2 separate regions of the Ovis aries genome follow, and region 1 is linked to region 2. A link is a contact called in public Hi-C data. All regions are on one chromosome and are shown on one strand. The core of a region is the stretch at or near the end of the contact, and the rest is flanking DNA. Distances in the headings are between cores, read along the strand shown. Region 1 has its middle 120 kb from the start of TRNAF-GAA. Region 2 overlaps PFKFB3 (6-phosphofructo-2-kinase/fructose-2,6-biphosphatase 3).

Evidence for each region. A called contact is a pair of places that touch in the nucleus more often than the background predicts.
Region 1: a contact with region 2 is called in a Hi-C map of mixed tissues, with 4 times the contacts expected there. The contact joins two enhancer-like sites. A contact is called at or near these places in 7 of 16 Hi-C or Micro-C datasets (blood, hypothalamus, liver and 2 more).

The regions. Positions count from the first base shown.
Region 1 is chr13:11,152,281-11,156,613 of ARS-UI_Ramb_v3.0, reverse strand. No RefSeq gene overlaps it. Among named protein-coding and RNA genes, the nearest start is that of TRNAF-GAA, 120 kb to the left of the region's middle. Within about 2 kb of position 1,968, at least 15 of the 54 cell types and tissues checked have an H3K27ac peak or open chromatin away from gene starts, as enhancers often do.
Region 2 is chr13:10,978,050-10,982,157 of ARS-UI_Ramb_v3.0, reverse strand. All of the region lies in intron 1 of PFKFB3 (6-phosphofructo-2-kinase/fructose-2,6-biphosphatase 3), which reads right to left. Among named protein-coding and RNA genes, the nearest start is that of PFKFB3, 49 kb to the right of the region's middle. Within about 2 kb of position 2,312, at least 4 of the 54 cell types and tissues checked have an H3K27ac peak or open chromatin away from gene starts, as enhancers often do.

The DNA.
Region 1 (4,333 bases), core at 719-3,218, 170 kb before region 2:
GTGTGTTAATTGCTCAGTCATGTCCAACTCTTTGCAACCCCATTGACTGTAGCCCACCAGGCTCCTGTCTATGGAATTTTCCAGTCAAGAATACTGGAGTGGGTAGCCATTTCCTTGTCCAGGGGATCTTTCCGACCCAGGGACTGAAGTATAATCTATACATTTTTAAAGAATCAGTAACAAAAAAGCTGCATACCACAGGGCAATCAGAATTGCTGCATCTGTATCACGAAAGGGCTGTCAGGTCATCTGGTCGACCCCCTCAGCGGCTGCTGTGTAGTGGCAGGAGAGAACGTGTAGGACCCAGAGTTTGGGGCCAGCTCTCTCTAGTTACGCAACCCTCACTGAGTTATTTGTCTTCTTAGAAATCCAATTTTTCATCAAAAGGGTAAGAGACATTGTTTCTGCCTTGGTTTTTTCCTGTTAAAACTGATAAAAGGAAAACTTCATTCATAAAACAACAAAGAACTACCTGGATATAGATCCAATTATTACTATGACCCATGTGCTCCAGCCGTGAGTTGTCTACTTAATCCTGTTCTTAAAGGGCCCCAGTGAGAGTCCGCAGACCGTAAGTTCTATAATAGAAGGGAAGGAACTAGGGCTATTCCTCTTAGCATCTAACATGGCACCTGGTAAACAGTACATAATTTTAATTTCTTTTTTGAAAAAGTAAATACACTTATATGCAGGTAAACTATACAATTTAACATCTAGGTCTTTTCTTCTTCTTCTTCTTCTTCTTATGAAAGGGAGCACTATTAGTGACCACTCCAGGAAACAGAACTAAGGCAGGTCTGTCCTGGGCCAAGGGGACATGGGACACACGGTCACTCCACTTACCTGACACTTACTATGAGGTGGGCACTGCCCTGAACATAATACAGTATGAATTCCCTTAATTTCATAGTAATCCAGTTGAGGTTGGTACAATGATCAATCATATCCAGCAAATGCTTAATGAGTAGCTTCTACACACCCCAAGTCTTCTAGAGTCTGAGACTACGTCAAAAGACAACACCCACAAAAACAATGATGTGTCCTTTATGTGTGTTCAATCACTCCAGTCGTGTCTGACTCTTTGCAACCCTATGGACTATAGCCCTCAAGGCTCCTCTGCCCGTGGAATTTTCCCAGGCAAGAATACTGGAGTGGGTTGCTATTTCCTTCTCCAGGGGATCTTCCAGACCCAGGGATCGAACTCATGTCTCCTGTGGCTCCTGCATTGCAGCTGGATTCTTTTCCACTGAGCCACTGGGGAAGTCCCCTGCCCTTTGAGGGTGAGAGTAACCAATAAATGTAATCAATAAATATATTACATGCACACCAAGAGGGGACAGTGCTGTGGATAAAAGAAAGAGATTTGGGGAGTGTTGAATGAAGACATTTGGGCACAGAAATACCATACCCGTGGCTGCAATTCCGCCTAAGGTGGTCTGTCTCCAGTTGTTGCTTTTAACTTTGTCTCTGTTTTCTCTTTCAGTTCTGATGTGCCCCGAACCTTGTACTACATTCAAATTCATTTCCTCTGTAAGCAGCAGCGGGGAGCACACAAAATCTAGCCACCCTTTCTGGACATCAACTCAGTAGCCTCCATCTACACCAGACACTGGCCACCACTGATGACTTGCTCTGGGTCTCAGCTGAGTTCACACTGCACTTGGGGCCCCTATAATTGCCTGCTTGCCCTGTAGGAATGAAGGCTCTGCCTCAAGAGCTCTCTGTTTGTAGGTTTAGAGGAATGGCCAGATAAACCCACCAGATAGGAGGAAACACATAACCCCGAGGATAAGGGCTAGGCTTTTGGACCTCTCAACTGCTTAAATGAATTCTGGCCTCTGAGTAGGGCTGAGCCATGGAAACCACATGATGCTCAACTTCCTCTGCATGCCCCACACCTCCCCACCCTGCTCTCTGTCTCCTGTTGAGTCCTTGCCCTTCCTCATCTTGTGACTCTGGCAGAACTCCAGGGTGCTTATTCAACCTGTCTCCAGATGCCCTGGGCCAAGAAAGAAAGAAAGGGTAAGAACAGGCTCCAGGGCAAAGCTAGCTGCCAAGAGTACTGTCAATAGCCCGACCGAGGCCAGGCAGTGAGCACAAAGGAATCTTTAAAAGTGAGTGTCACCCCCAGAAGGAGCTTGAGCACTTTCTCAGCCTTCCATGGTGAGCTGTGCCCACCCCCCACCAGGCTTCACACCATCTAGTAAGCAAATCAGAGCAAATGTTTTGAGGGCCTATGTGCAACGCACTGTGTTCACAGTTATTTACTTTTGTGGACACCATAGCTTTCATGCAAATCTCTTCCTCTAGGCTTTTTCTTCATACCTACAAAGTGAAGGAGTTTAAGCTGACAGTCTTCAGAAAGGCAGCAATGATAGTCTGGCCACTTCTTTGCCAGACTGTGAGCACACTGAATTCAGGGACTGAGCCCCATTCCATTTATTTTTCTCTCCCCAGCTTCTAGCACATGCCATGATGTGTGGGAGATGCCAGGTAGATGTCTGTGGAACAAGTCAACTTCTGAAATAAGGTTCTTCAAGAAGGTCTTCAAGACCAGACAAAAGCCGACTCACCACATCCTTACTGTTGGCTGTGGACCTCTACTAAAGAACATCAACTGATATCTTCAAACCCTTCAGACTCTAAAAGTATCTATGAATTCACAAACTATAAGACATACAACCCTTTCTTTAAAAACAGGCCTCATTTTTCGAAGAATTACTAAGCTAGAGGAGTCATATTCCCTTATCTCAAAACTGACTACATAGCTACAATCATAAATCTGTGTGGTACTAGCATCCAGTTAGATACAGAGATCAATAAAGCAGAATGGAGAATTCAGACACAAGCCTTTCATCACTGGCCACTCATTTTCAACAAAGGAGTCAACGTAATTCAATGAAGAAAGAACAGAGCTTTTTAATAACTGGCGTTGGGAACCACTGGATATCCCAACATGGAAAAGAATTAATCAGAACTCCCTACCTCACACCATACACAAAAATTAACTAAAAATGGATCAAGGATCTGAATGAAAGAAATTAAACTAGAAAATTTAGAAAGAAATATGAGAGTAAATCTTCATGACCCTGAGTTAGGTAATGATTTCTTAAACACCAAAAACATACTGGCCTAAGGCTAGGAATTAGGGGGATGGCAGGGGGTGGGTGACAGCAAGTAGATTGAGAGATTCTTTCCAGGGTTATGAAAATGCCCTAAAATTATATTACGGTGATGGTTGTGCAACTCTGTCAATACACCCCCAAGTTTGAATTTTGCAATTTAGAAGAGTACATGGTGTGATTATATGAATTATAGTTCAATAAAGGTTGTTTAAAAAATAACTTTTAGGGAGACTTCCCTCGTGGTCCAATGGCTAAGACTCCTCCCTCCCAATGCAGGGGGCCTGGGGTTTGACCCCTGGTCAGAGAACTAGATCCCACATGCTGCAACTATGACCCAGAACAGCCAAACAAATAAAATAAATATTTTTAAAATAACTTTTAGGGATAGAAAACTTGTTTTTAGCTAAGAAGTGAAACTGATTTGGGAGCTCTAGAGGTAACTTTTTAAATGAACTATTCATTCAAGTGTGATATTAGCATTTAGATTCCAGGGCAGAGATAATACCACTATCAATAGCTATTTGATATGAGGCAGTTCTAATATCTGCTAAAAGTTTTGTCTCTTGATCTGGAAGGTCTTACTACAAGGGGATTCCATTAAGTCTGCATGTATCTTACTGATAGAATTAAGGAGACATCATAGTGGTTTATTTAAACCTGTCATGATAGCTAAAAAAAAAAAAAAAAAAAAAAAAGTGGGAACTGGAGAAACAAAAGGACGACTTCTGAAAAACATACTCCGCATAACGCACTGACAGCCAGCACCGCAAGGATGGGCTGCAGCACTGGCCTGGCACGGGGAGCATCTTAGGAGAGGCTCACAGAAAGAAATGAAAGGAGGAAAGGCCCGGAGGCAACCTGTGCCCGTCCACAGAGGAATGGATAAAGCAGCTGTGGTGCGCACATACAGCGGAACATTCCTTGGCCATTGAAAAGAATGGAACCATGCCATTCGCAACAACACAGACGGATGGACCTAGAGATTCTCATACTGAGTGAAGTCAGTCAGACAGAGAAGGAGAAATATCATACAACATCCCTTATATGTGGAATCTAAAAAGAAATACCAGTGAACTTATATATAAAACAGAAAGAGACTCACAGGCTTAGAGAATGAATTTATTCACTGCCAGGAGGGTAGGATGAGGGGAAGGGATACTTAGTGAGTGTGGGATCAACATGTACACACTACTGTATTTAAAATGGAT
Region 2 (4,108 bases), core at 1,063-3,562:
ACACAGACATCTCCCAAGAGACTTGTGATGGCCACAGCCTGACTCCAGGGTGCTGAGCAGAGTGATGATGAGGGGAGAAGCGTGCACTGTAACTCAGATCATCTCACCCAGAACGTAGCTGAGAAAGCCCTGCGTGTGCGGCATGGCCTGCTGCCATGCTTCTTTATAGAGAATTCCTTTGCTGGGTCCAGACTCAGCAGGAGTGGTGGGGCTGGGTTTTCTCCATGACCTCTTGCTTCTCGGTTCCCTCTGCTAGCCGAGGTCATCTAACCACCTCCCCGCACCCCATCCCCCCAACTACCACCACCCCAGACACTCCTGTAACTACAGCAAAAAAGCAACACCATTTGCACAATGGTGAGCCACTGAACCAGGTTTAAACACTGAAATGGTGCTAGAACCCACCTTCTCCCCAGCGAGAGGAGACAGAACAAGCCCTGGCAGGTGGTGAGCAATCAGATATTGCTAATTAGACACAAAGTGTTGTCATTTGCTCCCGCGAACAATACAGTGTCTGAGAGAGTGAAGACAGACACCAACTAAAAGACTGAAATCAGCCCTTACCTCACCAACCATCCAAAGAAAGGGGAGAGGACTTAAAATATATATACATAAAATGTCACTCATACACGAATAGGAACACAGATACAGACAGAGACCCACACGATGCAACACCGAGTTGAAAACCCAGTTCAAAACCTGCACATGGAGGTTTATAGCAGCTTCATTCAGCATTGCCCAAAGGTGGAAGCAGCCAACATGTCCATCAGCAGGTGAAAGGGTAAATACACCGTGATGCCTCCAGACAATGGGATATTATTTACTGCCAGAAAGAAACGAGCTGTCAAGTCATGACAAAGACATGCAGGAATGGTAAGTACATATTCCTAAGCGAAAGAAGTCGATCAGAAAAGGCTCCAGACCATGATTCCAACTCCATGATATTCTGGAAAAGGTACAAGTACAGTAAAAAGATGAATGGTTGCCAGGGGTGAGGGAAGAAAGAGTGATAAAGGGGTAAAGTACAAGGGATTTTTAGGGCATTTACACTGCTCTGTATATTACAGTGATGGATATGTGTCTTTATATATCTGTCCAAATTCACTTAATATACAACACCAAGAGTGAACCCATGGTAAACGGTGGACTTTGAGTGACGATAACGCCTGCCACTGCAGGAGACACAGGAGATGAGGGTTCGATCCCTGGGTTGGGAAGATCCCCTGGAGGAGGACATGGCAACCCAGTCCACTGTTCCTGCCTGGAAAATCCCATGAACAGAGAAGCCTAGCAGGCTACAGTCCATGGGGTCGCAAAGAGTCGGACACGACAGCACACAACGGCAGCAGTAGATGTGTCTGTGTGGGTTCAGCCTCAGTAACCACGTGCCACCTGGTGAATGATGCTGATAACAGCGGGCACGGCATGGGTGGGGGTGGGGGGCACCTGGGAAAAGTCTGTACCTTCCTCTCAATTTTGCCGTGAATCTCAAACTGCTCTGAAAATAAAGTCCAGTTTTTTAAAATCATTTATTTTTCTACAAATGTCGTATAGATGTTTCTCCAAATGAGGGGACTTACTCATCTCATTATGAGGTACCAGGACACTTAAATGTGGCCACAGCCTGGCTCTTGGTGAACAGTCGCGACTGAAGTCCCACTGAACCAGCAAGTTTCCTTTCCTTCTGCCCAGCCCTTGTTCCTCCACTTTCTGCAGGCCTTTCCTCTTCTGAAGGCACACCCGTGACCTAGGGACCATACTCTTAAAACTGCCCTGGGTGTTTCAAGCAGGCATTGCATCAGGCTCCTGCTCTGAGAGTATCTGCCACTCCCTGCCAACCTCTTCACCCAATATCGAGACAGATGTTATGTGTGTGTATGGAATCTGGAGAGATGGTACTGATGAACCTGTTTGCAGGGCAGCAATGGAGATGCAGACATGGCGAACAGACTTGTAGGGGGAGGAGGGGGACAAACTAAGAGAGCAGCTTGGAAACAGATACATTACCACATGTAAAATAGATAGCCAGTGACTCGGAGAGCTCAGCCTAGGGCCCTGCAACCACCTAGAGGGGTGGGATGGGGTGGGAGATGGGAGGGAGGTTCCAGAGGGAGGGGACATTTGTATACCTGTGGCTGATTCATGTTGATGTGTGGCAGAAACCAGCACAATATTGTAAAGCAATTATCCTCCAATTAAAAAAAGTTTTTAAAGCATTCCTTTGTGTGTGTTTTTAAAAATCAGATATTCTGTGGTCTGTTTCACAGTCTGGTACCAGCAATCAGTTTCCCGGTTTTGATATTTTTCTGCCGTCATAGGAGATGTCCCCATAAGAGGAAGCTGGGTGAAGGGTTCATAGGACTCTATGTGCTATTTTGTAACTTTTCAATTTCAAAAGAAAAAAAGTTGTTTAAAAACACCCCAGATTTTAAATTGGTGATCACTCAGTTTGCTCAAATTCTGGAGAAAAAAATAGACAAAAGCATAGACAGTGTGTGCTAGGTAGCTTCAGTTGAGTCTGACTCTCTGCGACCCCCTGGACTGTAATCTGCCAGGCTCCTCTGTTCATGGGATTCTAGGCAGTACAGACATGAAGGGAGACGGGAACTGGCAGAAAGGGAGCCAGGAACCTGGGGATTTGCATGTGTTCCTAACACCTTTGCTTCCGAATCCCACACCTGCGGAAAAGAGGAATCAAGCTCAAACTGTTTTACTTTGGTGGAGGTGGGGGCGATGATTCTGTTTATGGGCTTTGTGTAGATCTTCGGGAGAGTATCAGCAGGTTTGCGGTCTTTGCAGGCAAGACATGAAATAAAGAGGAGACCCATGTAGAGGTCGGCTGAGGGCTCCCGACGACCGTGCCAAACCTGTTTTTCCTGGAGGGGAAAGCAGACACAGAGACCAGCAAGCAGCTCACTGTCCATCTTCTGGTACATTTAACAGATGCTCAGGAGCAGGAGCTGCGAGTCATGCACAGAACAGGCTGCACTGGAATCACAACCATCTCATCTCGGGTCTAGCCAGGAAGCAGCAGCAGGTGATCACCTAGCTCATCACAGTGCTGCGTGCTCTGTCTCACGCCGAGCATGACAAAGAAAGATCTCCCATGCCCAAGAGCTTGTAGCTGAAGACCAGAGTGGGACATGGCCACGAAATAGAATACAAGCAGGGAACTGAGAGACAGGTGCTGGGTAAGGTAAGATCATGCTGAATGCAGGCTCAGGGTAACAACCTCACGTTGGGAGAATACGGAGAGTTTGCATGGACTTGGGGCAGATGGGCTGGGAATTTCGTATCCATCTCATTGTCCTACAGCGTTTCTCGCAGATGGGCTGGGAATTTCGTATCCATCTCTTTGTCCTACAGCGTTTCTCCCCAAAGTCCAAGGTCACACACTGAAGAAAGTCAATATCTCTGTTTCTTCCCACATGAAACAAACATTTACTGACAGCAGCTGTCCTGGGGGCGCCAAAGTCAAATGAGGCATGGTCCTTGTCAGAAATACGGATTCATTTTTGAATTTCATAGTGTCCCCAACACACACACACACATGGACGGACACACAGAAACACACAGACACACACACTCTCCTACCTTTTCCCCTTAGAGTTAATGAAACCGAGGCTCACCAATATGACTTCCTTGTGATCACACAGCTATTAATAATGAGCCAAGGAATAAAAAAATACCTGACTAGGCTGGTATTCTTTCAAGTGTCACCCAATTAAATCACTTTCCAACTAGAACATTCAGTTTCCTTCTCAATAACAATGCCAACAACAAAACTTTGGATCCAAGTGGTTTCTATGACAGTATCTACATTACCTACTATTTGGATATAACGAGGAAATAAGAAGTGTCTTCAGAAACTATTACAAAGATTAATAACTAAGCCTACACTGTAAAGTGCTTCTTAGGATATGAAGAGAGAGTCACCCCCTGCCCCCGCCACCCCAACAGAGTCCCAGCACTCACACCTAACAGTGTCCTCTTCTTAAAAGGCTAATAGTTGCCACCACAGCAGATTAAAAAGAAATAACTATTTCATGAAATCAAAGTGAGTCAGCATTAAAAACTTCTTTTAAAGAGGTGCAGGAGGGAGGCTTTG